2 separate regions of the Drosophila melanogaster genome follow, and region 1 is linked to region 2. The links are chromatin contacts, called in public targeted proximity ligation maps. All regions are on one chromosome and are shown on one strand. The core of a region is the stretch at or near the end of the contact, and the rest is flanking DNA. Distances in the headings are between cores, read along the strand shown. Region 1 holds the start of tkv (thickveins). Region 2 holds the start of RpL37A (Ribosomal protein L37A).

Region 1 (7,679 bases), core at 5,160-7,659, 200 kb before region 2:
ACATCAGATAATTACGGAATGTTTGCCAGCCACTTATTAGAGATAGTAATTCAATTTTGACACGGATTTGGAACCGTGTGGGTTTCCCTATTAATAAAACACTGATCTAATGAACACATTTCTAGCAGTCTATAGATGAACAAAGCCATTACTTAATACTCAAAGAAGTGCTACCATCTACGTGCTAATTTGCAAGGATTATGCACATTTACTTCAAACCTCCGCTTATCTGATTTGGAAACTTCTGGGCAAATTTAGGACACCTTAGGGTACGAATATCATAATCAGCACGCGGATTAGCACGGCGGCAGCTGGCGATCATAAAATCATAGATGCAATTGACACTTTTTTACGACTCCCAACTGTTCTCGACTACCTGATCCTGCATGATCCTTATCAGGTAGATGGTTACAATGTCCTGTATAAATACGCGACACATTCACCTGGGCAGTTTAGTCTAAATCAAAATGGGAACACGATTGTATTACCGCCGATCCGGCGGTCAGTTAACAGATCCGATAATTGAGAAGCTAGCCGCTCGTTTTGGTAGCCACCTAAGATCCATACAACTCTTCCAGTTCTCTGCTAACTTATATCTATTGAATCTTCCAGAGCGTTCACTGGTGATTACGGATGAGCCGCTAAACAACACATACATCGAGAGTCCGCCGGAGTCTTCCGATCGCGAGGTTTCACCCAAACTCGTCGTGGGCACCAAGAAATACGGTCGCCGGTCTAGGCCACAGCAGGGAATCTACGAGTTATCCGTCACGGACTCGGACAATACGGACGAGGACCAGTTGCAGCAGCAGCAAAATCAGCGAAGCCTCAACGGATGCGATGAGCTGGGAGTTCAGGTGAGTGTCGTTTGTCAAGTCACGTACGAAGTGGCGATACAACTTCTGGTTATGTATGCAAAATTGCATAGTAAACAGATTTTGTTTAATCGTTATTATTGCTGATACAGTAGAGCATGCCTAAGTAGCACTACCAAAGCAAACAAATTATCTTAAATATACATCATGATCATCATAAGCATCTTATTTTTCCAAACCACACAGGTGCAACGTTCCTCGTCCCAGAGCGATCTTCCTGGCAGCCGGCGTCTGCGGTCCGTCCACACCAGCGGGAGCAAACTGAAGCGTTGTGCTTCACTGCCAGCACGCCGGAAGATGAACAGCAACACCACGGGAGCCACTACATCACCGACGGCAGCGGCCAAGTTGAAACAGCTTTCCATCCAGAGCCAGGCGCAGCACAGCAGCAGCGTGGAATCACTGGGTAAGTTTCCTCTGGCCAGACCAGCTTTGGCTAGCCGATCCCCCTTGTCCCTGCCACCCTCTGTTGTTGTTAGCCCAAAATGCCAAAATTACGTTTGAAGCAATGTTAAAAGCAAAACACTTGTTTGTCGGTACACACCGTAGGCCATCGCCTGGCCACCAATCCCGCACCGTCGTCCGAGCACTGGAGATGCTACCACGGCGGCCGTTGGTCATGCTGCAAAGGTTTGTGCGCTCTGAAGCAATTGTCAACACCCTCACACCCACCGAATCCCCAACCCAGTCATTCGGTATCTAATCGCACCCTATGTAGCCGCACATTTGATTCGTTCTATTTACTCGTATAATCACATATCCTACATTTTCAACCCTTAGTAATGCTGTAATGCATTGACAATCAATTTAATTAAGGATTTCATATAAATCAATTTCAGTTAGAAAGGATATTTACTTATAATTTGTTCTATTTTCTTGATTTATTAGTTTCTACCTCTTAAAATAACACGCCAAAAATTTCTCATTTCGAAAAGCCATTTGATATAGAGAAATAACAAACTTTCGGCGCTTTTGCTTACACCATCGACACACACACACACCCTTCCCCACTCCCAATCCCAATCCAATCCCACACCCACCTGGTATCTTGGGCTATATGTATAATAAATGTGTATATACAACAGCGAAGCCAATCTCATTCGTCCCACGCTAATTGTTAATTGCCATGATTTACAGACACCGTGACGCCGCAGCAATTGGAGACGATCTCAGTGCATAGCATTATGGAAGCCTGGGAGCTGGCCAGCATTCCCAACACTCGCAACCTACTTCACGTCCTGGGATTCGATGAGGAGGAGGAGGTGAACCTGCAGCAGCTAACTAAGGCATTGGAGGAGGAGCTGCGGGGCATCGATGGGGATCACGAGCAATCGAATATGTTGCGCGCTCTGGCTGCTCTGCAGGCCACCGAGTTGGGCAACTACAGACTTGCCTATAGGCAGCAGCATGAGGAGAACCTCAAGCTGAGGGCCGATAATAAGGCGGCCAACCAAAGGGTGGCTTTGCTTGCCGTGGAAGTGGATGAGCGGCATGCGTCGCTGGAGGATAACTCCAAGAAGCAGGTGCAGCAGCTGGAGCAAAGACACGCCAGCATGGTGCGTGAAATAACGCTGCGGATGACTAATGACCGCGATCACTGGACCAGCATGACGGGAAAGCTGGAGGCACAGCTTAAATCGCTTGAGCAGGAGGAGATCCGTCTGAGAACGGAACTTGAACTGGTGCGCACTGAGAACACGGAGCTTGAGTCGGAGCAGCAAAAGGCTCACATCCAAATCACAGAGCTTCTCGAACAGAACATTAAGCTCAACCAGGAACTGGCCCAAACGTCGAGCAGCATTGGTGGCACCCCGGAGCACAGTCCATTGCGACCGAGAAGGCATAGCGAGGACAAGGAGGAGGAGATGCTCCAGCTAATGGAGAAGCTGGCTGCTCTTCAAATGGAGAACGCCCAGCTGCGTGACAAGACTGACGAACTGACCATCGAAATCGAGAGCTTAAATGTGGAACTAATTCGCTCGAAAACCAAGGCTAAAAAGCAAGAAAAACAGGAGAAACAAGAGGACCAGGAGTCGGCGGCCACGGCTACCAAAAGGCGTGGGGATTCGCCGAGCAAAACACATCTAACAGAGGAGAGCCCTCGCTTGGGGAAACAGCGCAAGTGCACCGAAGGAGAGCAGAGCGATGCCAGCAACAGCGGAGATTGGTTGGCTCTAAACTCCGAGCTGCAAAGAAGTCAAAGCCAGGATGAGGAGCTAACAAGCCTTAGACAGCGGGTTGCTGAGCTAGAGGAGGAACTCAAGGCTGCAAAGGAAGGCAGATCTCTCACCCCGGAAAGCCGTTCGAAGGAACTGGAGACCAGTCTAGAGCAAATGCAGCGTGCCTATGAGGATTGCGAGGACTACTGGCAAACGAAACTTAGCGAGGAGCGGCAGCTGTTTGAGAAGGAGCGACAGATCTACGAAGATGAGCAGCACGAGAGCGACAAGAAGTTCACCGAGCTGATGGAAAAGGTGCGCGAGTACGAGGAGCAGTTCAGCAAGGATGGCCGCCTCTCGCCCATTGATGAGCGCGATATGCTGGAACAGCAGTACTCGGAATTGGAGGCAGAGGCAGCCCAGCTGCGCTCGAGTTCCATTCAAATGCTCGAGGAGAAGGCTCAGGAAATCAGTTCACTGCAATCAGAGATCGAGGATTTGCGACAGAGATTGGGTGAGAGCGTTGAGATCCTCACAGGCGCCTGTGAACTCACCTCGGAGTCGGTAGCCCAACTGAGTGCCGAGGCGGGAAAAAGTCCAGCCAGCTCACCCATCAGCTACCTCTGGCTGCAGAGCACCATCCAAGAGCCAGCGAAATCGCTTGCCGATTCCAAGGATGAAGCCACCGCCAGTGCCATCGAATTGCTCGGAGGCTCACCATCGCACAAGACAGCCAGCCGGTGAGTATGAGAAGCCTCTCGGTGTGTCCTTGGTGTGAGCATCCCTGTGTCTTCCTCATAATTTGCACTGTATGTCCTGTATATATGTTTCAGTTTTGTCCCTCACATCTAACCATGTCTAATATAAGCTAATTTAATCCTTTTAATTGTATGTTTGTGCTTGTTTAATAAATATAATTTATATTCATATAGAAATTCATCACATTATCGAAATTCATTGATTTATGATTTCAATAAATATACATTTAATATTTTACAAAAAAATTACTCTTTTTCGGTTATGAAATTGGCTGCTGGAAATGGTTTTGTTTGCTTATTTTTCACATTTGTATCATTACACGTTTTCATTTTGCATCTTTATGTTTAACAATTCGTTCAAAGTCGTTTTTATTTTGTAAATCATGCCAATTTAATGGTCCCTTAAACAGCAATAACCTCACCACTTCGGAAACATCCATCTTTAGCACTACACCCTTCGAAAGCTCTCAGTCGGGTCCTTCGCCCACGAACAGTGGCAACAGCAACGCCTACGGCGCCAATCCCGGCCCAGCTCCGATCAGCAAGCCCAAGCGGTCCCAGAGTCCCCAACAGGCGGCTGCATCGGAGGGAGAGATAGCCGATTGCGAGACGTCGTCGACGGCGTCCGGCAAAAGCTTCGAATCCAACAGTAAAACGTCTTGCCTTAGCCACGAGAAGTGCAGCAGTCCGTCGGCACTGAAGGAGGAACTGAAGCGCCTTAAGTTCTTCGAGCTCTCCCTCAAGGAGCAAATCAAGGATCTGAGTCTGCAGCGGGACGGTCTGGTCATGGAACTGCAGCAGTTGCAGGAGGCGCGACCCGTGCTCGAGAAGGCCTATGCGGTGAGCCATAGACTTTGTTGATCAGGGAACATATTCTAATCGTATCTGTGGACTCTTCTTTAGCGAACAACGCATCCAACGCTTCAGCAGCGACTGAACCAATTGGAGCTGCGAAATCGCCATCTGCAGAATGTCATCAAGCAGCAGCAGCATTACACGGAGTCCCTGATGCAGCGTAAGTTGAAGAAACTACCTACTGACCAAGAATGATAATGTAATATTTATTCATTAGAATCCTGGCGGCAGCATCAAGTGGAGCTCAACGATTTGCATAGCCGAATCGAGACCCAGGGTGTTTTACTGGCCGATCAGACACAGCGATTGCAGAGTGCCGACATCCTGGTGAAGGATCTATATGTGGAGAACTCCCATCTGACGGCTACGGTGCAGCGGTTGGAGCAGCAACGAGCTAGGGTGAACCTCATTCACCAGCAGCAGCAACAGCAGCGCCTTGTGGGCGGTGGACTGCCTGGCATGCCTTAGTTTGCCCCACCGGCAAACGTATATAGTTTATAGATAATTATGAAAAAGACAAACCTGAGGAGGGAGTGGTGCTCAGCATCGGCAGACATCGAACATGCACCTAACCATAGATCCTTATGAATGTTTAGACATATACAATTCTCGGTAGATTAAGTTTGCATACCCGTCGTATTCGTATTCGTACGTTGCGTTTTTTTTGTGAATGAATGTGAATCCATGTTGTTCGACACGAGAGCACAGCAGCAATAACTAAAGTGACTTTAAACTAAACTTAAACTCACCCACGCGCAAATGAGGAACAATCCACACTAGTGTACCAATTTGTAACACATCTAGTAATCGAATCGACTAAACTATTTACACGAGCTACAGGCATATATACTCGATTGGACATATACGATGAAGTACCCACGTAGTATATGTTCGTGCAATGTTGACCTTACTAATTGACTACTGAAACAGTTATCGTATATTAATTATATTAGAAGAAACAGTATTTTAAATTTGTTATGCGTCTGAGTAGGCGAGCACGTTTATCAATGTTTATCACGTGCCCAATCAAATGCATCGGAATTGTTGTTAATTTTATTGATAGAGAAAATGGAAATGAGCGTAAAAAATGATCTATGATATTGATATTGATGTAATATTTAACGACAAAAGACCTGTAAAGCTGTAACCATACACACGAATCTATGTATTTAAATTGCGATCTAAGTTAGCCAATACTCTTCAATATTGCTTTTGCGAACGCGACTTTTTGTTATATCTTCATTCGTCCCAATAACTCACTCGATTTATATGTAAAGAAAAAAAAACTCAACCTCAATCACACGATATCGTGTAATCAGTGCTTAAATCAATACTTTCGATCAAAATAGAAGTTTACTTTTTAAAAGTATAAAAAATAATACAACAAAAAAACCAAATATACAATTATTTATAAAACCAAATTGTGATAACTCTTCTTTATTCTCAATAGTTATTAAAATGTTGCGGGAATATAAACTTATTGTTCATAAATACAACTTGATTATCAGTTTTTTGGAAATGTTAAGATTTTGTTTCTTATGGGGTTATTAAAATTAAAAGATTTATGAAGTTTAAAACAATTCAATTTTAAATTATATATTGATACGATAAACAATTTATTTTATTGCTTCAAAATATACATTACTTTTTTTTTAGGAATTTAAATATCCGTTTTAAGTCTTCATTTTTAATTGTTTTAAATATAATATCGATTAAATAGTTGACTCCATTGGAATATCGATACCGCGTCGATGTTTCTTCCAGCTCTATCGGGCACACGCTGTTAAAGTTTATTTGTACTGTTAACGCGAATTGGATTAAAATGTTTTGTTTTTTGTTAGTTTTCGGTGTAAATGTGGTTTTAGTGCACTTAACAACTGGTGAGTGTGCGTTATAGTAAATGAACTTAAATGCAATTTAACCGAATTCCCGAAAAAGCTGCAGAACACAAGGGTTTTCCATGATGCGCGCTGTTGTGTGTGTGTTTGGTGCACTGCCAGTGCATGTGATTTTGTGTGCGTGTGTGCGTGCGGTTTGTTTTGTTATTCGATGCGCAGAATAGAAATATATAATTAAATTAGGCATTTTCTTGGCGAAACCATATTGTAATCAAGGTCTCTGAAGTCCACCCTCAAATCGAAGCAGGAAAAATCATTAATTAGGTGTTCAAGGCCATGCAGTATGTGGTGCAAAATGTTAAGGACACCTTCCGCTGAATTGTTTAAACCATATATTATGGAGAATATTGTTTGTGTAAAAAATTGGAATCTATGTGTGGTAGTTTTGTTTATATACATATGTGTACTTTTGTTTATGTCAAGTGCTACATTCTCTCAGCAACAGGCATTGTAGTGTAATTCTAATTGGACATTCATATCGTTGCCAGTTGGAAAAGAATGTAGAAAGGAATTTCTGCAAGTGCATTTGATTTCGTATCGGTTCTATAAATAATTATAGACAATTACATTGTTTACGGTAGGATCATGTTTGATAACATCGATGGAACATTGCTGTTAAGAGACGGGTTCTATGAAAATAGTTTATATTATTTTGTATATATTTCTTCATATTTTCTACTTATGTTTCATTTGTTTTATCTCAGCGCAAAAACAGGTTTTATTTAAGTTGGTACTTTTGGGATACAAGTAAATTCTATTTTCATATCAAGCACATGCGAGTGTTGCTACACTTATTTTACATATTTCTACCCTTTCTACGTTTTTTTTTACTTTAACCAGTATTTTGAATATTTCACATATCATAGCCTACTTTTTGGCTGTTACGATCAAGCAAATTCAATACAAAGGCATTTTTACAGGAAAACATTTTTGTATTTATTATGCACTACTTCACTCTTGCTTCGAATTTCACTTTAATGTTTTGCTGAGTGCGCAGTACGATTCCGTTCTCAAAGGTGAGATCCTCCAACTGAGTGGCGGGCAGGAGTTTGAAGTTCCTAATCACAGCGGCTAGGAGCACCTTAATTTCCAGGACGCCGAATTTCTGACCTATGCAATTCCTTGGGCCTGCAC
Region 2 (7,319 bases), core at 3,400-5,899:
ACAAAACCAACAGAATGCTCCTCCACTTTCTATCTCATGCTCACGTTCTTTCTCCACTGTCTAATTTCTATTGTCTGTCTCTTAAATAGTGTTTTGTTCCGTAAATATGTATATCTCTGCATACATGACAACAATATATGTATATCTCGAGCAAGCAGCACGCCCTGCATTATGCAATGTCTATATACACAATACACAATAAATATTTATATCGATATTTATGATTTATGGCATGGCCGTGTCCAAAATCCGATCCGCAATAAGTATACAAGAAAATATATAGAAACCCACCACCACCGATCGATCAATCAACTGAATTCAATCACGCAATAATATCTTTCTTTTCTCACCTCTCCACCTATGATTTTCGAATGTTTTTTTTGTACAATTGGTTCCCGTCTCCCATTTATTTCTCTCTGTGTTCTTGTGCCATTTTTTAGTTCCGTTCTGGTACGAGTATTGTTCCACTTACGCCCAATAAACACACACCTGCTGCCTTTTGTCTTTGTCCCCATTGTGTCCCCAAATTTGAAAACCCAAAAAAAAAACATCTTTTTGCAAGGAATAAAAACACACAGGTTCAGAGAAACTCAAATTTAGTGGGAGCGGTTATTAGAAACTTAATTATAAAGTCCTTTTGCTTAAAACCCACCTTATATATATATTTATTTTTCTACTGCCAACTATGCACTTTGTTTTGGTAATGGATATTTGTTTTAGAACTTAATTAGCAAAACTAGTTTATGTTTGAATGTTTGGGAATCTTGTAAATACTATAACTGGCACTGCTTATATAATACGTAATTTGATGTGCTTGTAATTGTTGGGCTGCTTAGATGGTTAATTTGCATGTTTTTGGCATACTAACTATGTTTCATCTTTCATCACACGCACAAATTCGTTTGTAAAAAAAAAATAAGGCATTTTTAATCCGCTTTCTAACAAACACATACACTTAGTTCGTAAAACACAAAACACTCGCCAGCATATATGTTTTATATTCCAATGTGGTAATAATCTTAATTAACTTGCGTATTTTTTATTTGCTTCTTTCGCGATTTATGAATTTACTTTAGGAGCTCGAAAGGCATCGGCTGGCGATGTGAGCGATCGTAAAGCTCTGCGAGATCGCCTCAAATGCAAGAGTTTCCGCTGGTATCTGGAGAACGTTTATCCCGAGAGTTTAATGCCCTTGGATTACTACTATCTGGGCGAGGTAACTTAGAAACTCTAGTTAAAACTGGCTATTTGAAACTGGTATAACTGAAATTCTTTAATAGATCCGAAATGCGGAAACGGAAACCTGCCTGGACACGATGGGCAGGAAGTACAACGAGAAGGTGGGCATTAGCTATTGCCACGGCCTGGGCGGCAATCAGGTGTTCGCCTACACCAAGCGCCAGCAGATCATGTCCGACGATCTGTGCCTGGACGCATCCAGCTCCAATGGCCCGGTCAACATGGTGCGATGCCACAACATGGGCGGCAATCAGGAGTGGGTTTACGATGCGGAGGTGCGTTCTTGTTAAATATATCCTTTGGATTTTGCTTACTTATGCTTACATTTATCCTGCAGGAGAAGTGGATTCGGCACACGAACACGGGTCAGTGCTTACAGCGTGCCACGCGGGACGATGCCAATACGCCGCTGCTGCGTCCCTGCAGCTACGGAAAGGGCCAGCAGTGGCTAATGGAGTCCAAGTTCAAGTGGCAGGCTCACTAGCTGGATGGCAACGACGCCGGAACGCCCGACAACAACTAAATACAACTCAACTCAACGGATCCTACTAACTATACTGAGAACTTCCAATTTATGTTTAATCCTAGCCGGCTCCTGTTTTCGACGTTTATGTAGCCTAAGTTCAAGCGGATTCAATATCCCTCTCTCTCTCTCTATCTTTGTGTGCGTGAATGTGTGTAGGCGGCCGGAGGAGTCCTTCGGCAGCAGGATGTCTTCCCAAAATCTTGATGCGCGTGTGTGAATGTATAGATCTGTTTACATGATGTGCATGTATATGTGTTTATATAGGCAGGCAATTCTACGATTTACCTAGGTATACTATGTAATTGTAATGTATATTTACATTAGCTTCGACCAAGTACCAATAAATTGGCATTTAACTGACGTTTTGTGCTTCACAGAATTATAATTTTAAAGTACATAAATTGAGCGCCCGCAATTGCAGGCCAAGCAATTGCCACAAGTGTGTCATAGCAGAGCATAATGTAATCCAAATCCTCCTCCTCTTCTTCAAAACCCAAGCACATGACATTCCTAGCTAGAATTGTACTTGAGAAAATTTACGTTTGTTTTGTTTTAATTTTACCTTAAGTCACTTTATGGGTTGTTCTTTGCGCGCACCTATCAAAAAAATTACAGAGAATCTGTTGCTTTGTACCAAAATAACGCGCTCTTCATATCACAAATGAAAATTACACGAAAATGCTTCTAAAAACCATAATCATTATACAATGAAAATATGATAAAAAGAAAAAAAAATCTCTCAAAATTGCACGCATATCATAAATACAGTGTAAAAATATATATATAAGCTACATTCAAACGAGAACTAAACAAAAACAATGTAAATATGATTAATGTAGCTATTAAAAATATACATTTAAATAAAATATCTATGTAGTACCTATATGATATACACATATGCAAAGCAAGCAAAACTGTACTATAAATTGCATTTAGTTCTAGGCTTAACGTTAAGTTCTAAATTAAATTTAGATTTAGTCAACGTTTTGCCGAACATCAACAATAGCTCTCGACTAAGTATTGCTCAAAATTGAAGAACTTACTCTCTTCTCAGCGCTATTGTGTAAATATTTCGAAAAGTATTTAATCAAAAGTACGATGCATAACCTGACTACGAGCGAAATTCCACAGATGATCATTGAAAGCAGCAAACCGATAAGACGCAGGCCAAGTAAAACTTTTTAGCTAAATTTATTTTTAAAATCGATTATGTGTGACGAACCCATAGTTATAGAGAAACGACGATATATACACATACGGCAAAATAGCAACTATTTTAACTGGTGACGGTGCAATTTTTAATTAACATTTAAAATGAAACAGGAAAACGATCCAACAAAGCAGGCAGGTTCAACGACCCACAACAATCGAAAACAATCCTATAACTTGTAATTACAAATGTCGTGTGACCGCTAGATATGGCCTACACTATACTATATCATAGCTGCCTCTATGTTTCATATTGTTGATTTGTATATTTAGCTAAATATAGGTTTCCCATTACTCAAATTGTAAAACCTCTCAGAATACAAATCGAATGGATAATAGAATGATAACGCAAAACTGAATTGTAAGCCAACATTTTTTATGCATTTTTCAGTTCATTATTTTTTGTGTTTGTTTAGAGACTTTTTAAATTTTATAAATAAAAAAAGATGACAAATTTAAGAGAACCACCACTACCAGTATTTTATTCTTACAGCTGATTTGAGGATTGCTAGGGGATTAATAAGTTGGTGTCCATCATATGAGCTGACCACTGGACCAAAACTATAGAGGATGCCAAATCGAACTTCTCAGCTTTGCACACAGAACATAAATCACGAGTGCACAGAAGTATCATTTCCATATAACTAGCCAAAGGGGGAATTTTGGATTCGTTTTCGCACAACTTTCCAACTTAGTTTTCCACTTAAATAAGCATCACTTGCGCATACTGTTAAAAGTAAAAAACATTTTTTTTTATTTTCACATGACCGGCACGGCGCAAACCACAGGAAAATCGCGTTGTCAGATTAAAACTACGGGAGCTAGCATAGCGGAGCATTCAATTAGATGGTTCCATCATTAATGATCCGTTTATGTTTACTGTTCCTTGGTTTCACGCAGACGACGGACGGCGGATCGCACGGAGGCGGCGGCGGTGGTGGAGTACACCCAGGCGCCACCGGCGACGGTCCTTTTGCAGCGCTTGCAGGACCAGATGCCCACAACGGCGCGCTTCATGGAGTCCTGCGGATTAGAGATAAGATATGTTACTATCCATGGAAACTTTGGGTAATGCTTCTATTCGAAGAGAATTCTATAAATGGACATTTCTAGGTGACTTTAGGCCAATAATTCAAGATTCCACTTGTTGAATGGGTGCATGGAGTTGCTTTAGAAATGTCCACTGATAACATTCCGCCAACGATTTGTCACCATTTGGCGCTCCCTTTTTTGGGCCACCCTAAATGGGTTGCTCCATTTTGGGGCGCCAACTCACCTTGCCGCAGAAGGAGCAAGTGTACTTGCTGTGCTGGGTGATTTCCATCTTCTTGACCATCTTACGCAGGGAGGCACCATAACGGGTACCATATTTACCAACGATTCCAACCTTCTTGGTGCGCTTGGCCTGTCAATAAAAAAAAAGAGGGTTATGCGGTTAGTGTGCATTTCCGGATGGATTTTAAGGTAGCCATACCATTTTGCTGTTGTTGTTGGTGTGTTAGACACGGGAAAGATTCGCCAGCAGTATTCTGTGCACGTGAAAATGAGATAAATATAAATTAATAGGAAAAAAACGTGGAGCAACAAAATTGTACACTTACACGCCGGAAACGAAAAATCGAAAAGAGCGAAAAGTGTGACCGCCGCTCGATACAAGCATGATACCTCAAAATGTGGACGCGACAAGGTGTGAAACTTGGATGCGCAACTAGCTAAGAACTGAACCCAAATTTATCGAGATTTTGAAATCTCCTTTATATTTTCATAAATGCCGAAAATTTTCATAAAGTCCGAAATCAATTTTTATTTTCTCAAGTTGTGAAATAAAATTTCTATTATGCTTATGTATGCACCCAAATAAATAACGCCACTTAACAATTTACTCAGATTTTTCATTTATTTGCCATTAAAACTCCACTGAAACTCCACAAAACATGATGGTGTTATTCTCACTTGATTAGCTAGATCTACAAAAACTACGTAGATTTTGTAAAATTGTATTTATCTCAAGATGTTCGTATTTCATAAAAAGGACGTACTAGTATGCCTTAAGCCTTAGACCACAAAATATATATGTTCGTAAAAATTAACTTATGGGAAAATTTTATACACTTCGTTGCCAAAGAGAGAACTTAACACGGGCGCCTGCAAAATTTAACAAAATTATTCAGTTAACAAAATAAAATTGAAATTAATGCCGCCAGCCAATTAGCTGAAAACAATGCAATTTAGCGCGAACCAAAATCGTAGACATCGTTTTGCTCATTTTGGCGTGCAATCTAAGTGTTAATAATAAGTATACGCCATGGGTAACGACGAACAAGGACCTCACTTTGGCGTTCGATTGGCGGCGCTGATCTTCTGCTTCTCGGCATCGGTGAACTCGAGTATGCTCTCGATGGCCTGCAGATGGCCCTGGGAGTTCTCCTTGTCCGTGAGGAAGTAGAAGATAGCGCTCTTGAGGAACTGCAGCGTCACCTCCGGATCCACATGGGTGCGATTCTTCTGGGCTTCCAGCAGGCGGCGATAAATGGTCTAAATTTTGTTGGATTAGTTTCGTGTACATTTTTACAATAGTCCGGTTTAGTCGAGTGGAGAGAGAGAAAAAGTGCAAGAATAAGTGAAGAGAATTAGTCAGAATTTTTAGTATTCAAACGCAAAAATCGAAAGTGTGTGGTGGTTAGTCGTTGAAATCAAATGTATTTACAAAGGATTCGCTTTAATCTTGATAGTGCTATGCCATATGAACATTTAGGTTATAATGTTATGTATGTAACACTGAATAATTTTCGGGAGCGGTTATGGTTGTTTATTCTTACTTTTTCGATCTTTAATTGGAAGTTAACTTGAGGTGAACCACATGCTAAATGGATTTTAGATAGAGATTAGCTTTGGGTGTTTGGTCTCGAACCGAGATATACATATGTATGTATATGTATGTATCATCTAGCCATAGTGTCATGTGTGAATGATGTTGAACATACCTCTAGTTGTTACCTCTACGAAACGATGTTGTTCGAAAACAACAAGTACTTACAAAACAACGAAATAGATATGTTAAAATGGAAATCATTAAGGTGTTCACAAGATCTCAAAATTGTAGTTTCGATGTTAACCCAATAACCTTACCCTGTCCCATGAGCGCGAATGCGGATGAAAATGCTGGTTAGTCTCGAGGGTGTGGTGAGGTATGGGAGTTTTGGATGGTTTTTGGATGGTAGGACCCAATGTTCGATATAGCCAATGTGCGTGATCACAAATCATAGATTGCAACTCAAAATATGTCTTCATTTTTTTTTTTTTTGCTGGGGTAATTTTTCCATAATAACTTAAAAATTTAGTTTAGTTAGTAGGGATGATTAATTTTTTGGGTGGGGGTGTTGGGGTAGTTTTGGTTAGGGATATTACAAACCTTACGCGCGCCAAGTACCCACAAAGAAATCGCCTCTTTTGCAGTAAGGAGAGCATGATTACTGCCGCACTCTCTCATTCTGCACTCTGATGCCTACAAAAATAGTTTGTTTTTTGTTTGTTTTACGACAGAAATATTTGAAATTTAGAAATAGTTGTTGCTTTTATCGGTTAGATGAACTAAAAAGATACACAACTGAACCAAAGAGAAGTACGTAGATAGTTAGCTAAGGTCAAAGTCCAGCATGCGATTGGAACGTTTGGAATTGCTATTGGAATTGAAACATGAACGAAAGTGTGTCAACTGTACTCGGTTATGCATGCATGCACTTGCTTGCTCGCCGCACTCCACTACGTGACTGTACTTGGGCTACTCGAACTCGCAACGGAATGGAAATGAAACAAATTAAACGAATTGAACGTAAATGATGTCGCATTTAATGTAAGTTTAAGTGTGTAGTAAATCTTGCTAGAAAATTAGTTATATGCAAAATGATCTTAACAACTAGAAACGAAATTAAACGAAAATGTCGCTTGTGTCGATCGTAATCGAGCACTGATCGGCGGGCATTTCAATTAGGTGCCGCTTTTCCAGCCAGGCAAAGTCAGCCCAATTGAAGTGCCACGCCCACAAGCCAATGTGATCATACATGTATAATACATACGTATGCATGTATGTAGGTGATTCGAATGCGTGGTGTTCTTGTCGCGTTGTGTTCTTGTTGTTCTGGTGGCGGTGTCGAGCTAAGATGCCTCACGATGCAACAAAATGCAACACACAAAACAAAACCGAAAATAGGATGAGGAATATATTGAAGAATCTTACGCGTATGTTCTCCAACTCGTCCTGCGTGCTCTGCAACTGATGCAGTAGCTCATTGATCGACACCTTGCTCTCCGGTTGACGCTGTGCCAAATCCAGTGCCTGCAAATG

The links.
Region 1: a targeted proximity ligation map of the Kc167 cell line shows a contact between it and region 2, with 4 times the contacts expected there. A contact is called at or near these places in 2 of 107 Hi-C or Micro-C datasets (the Kc167 cell line and brain) and 1 of 7 datasets of targeted methods (the Kc167 cell line).

What each region holds. Positions count from the first base shown.
Region 1 is chr2L:5,270,114-5,277,792 of dm6, reverse strand. It overlaps tkv (thickveins), which reads left to right and starts at 6,409. Exons shown (of 4, transcript NM_175975.2): 1 at 6,409-6,527. The coding sequence starts at 6,470. It overlaps Cyp4ac3 (Cytochrome P450 4ac3), which reads right to left. Exons shown (of 5, transcript NM_135074.3): 5 at 7,464-7,679. The coding sequence ends at 7,492. Nin (Ninein) reads left to right here. Exons shown (of 7, transcript NM_164637.3): 2 at 613-857; 3 at 1,062-1,281; 4 at 2,013-3,774; 5 at 4,203-4,632; 6 at 4,696-4,807; 7 at 4,865-6,065. The coding sequence ends at 5,115.
Region 2 is chr2L:5,068,287-5,075,605 of dm6, reverse strand. RpL37A (Ribosomal protein L37A) reads right to left here and starts at 4,649. Exons shown (of 4, transcript NM_001201762.1): 1 at 4,576-4,649; 2 at 4,449-4,503; 3 at 4,251-4,379; 4 at 3,551-3,997. The coding sequence starts at 4,451. The coding sequence ends at 3,851. qtc (quick-to-court) reads right to left here. Exons shown (of 7, transcript NM_078756.4): 5 at 7,212-7,310; 6 at 6,387-6,479; 7 at 4,856-5,509. The coding sequence ends at 5,303. Pgant5 (Polypeptide N-Acetylgalactosaminyltransferase 5) reads left to right here. Exons shown (of 10, transcript NM_135062.4): 8 at 1,077-1,216; 9 at 1,281-1,514; 10 at 1,577-3,436. The coding sequence ends at 1,723. mir-2495 (mir-2495 stem loop) reads right to left here and starts at 7,036; the gene lies at 6,922-7,036. It also overlaps asRNA:CR45305.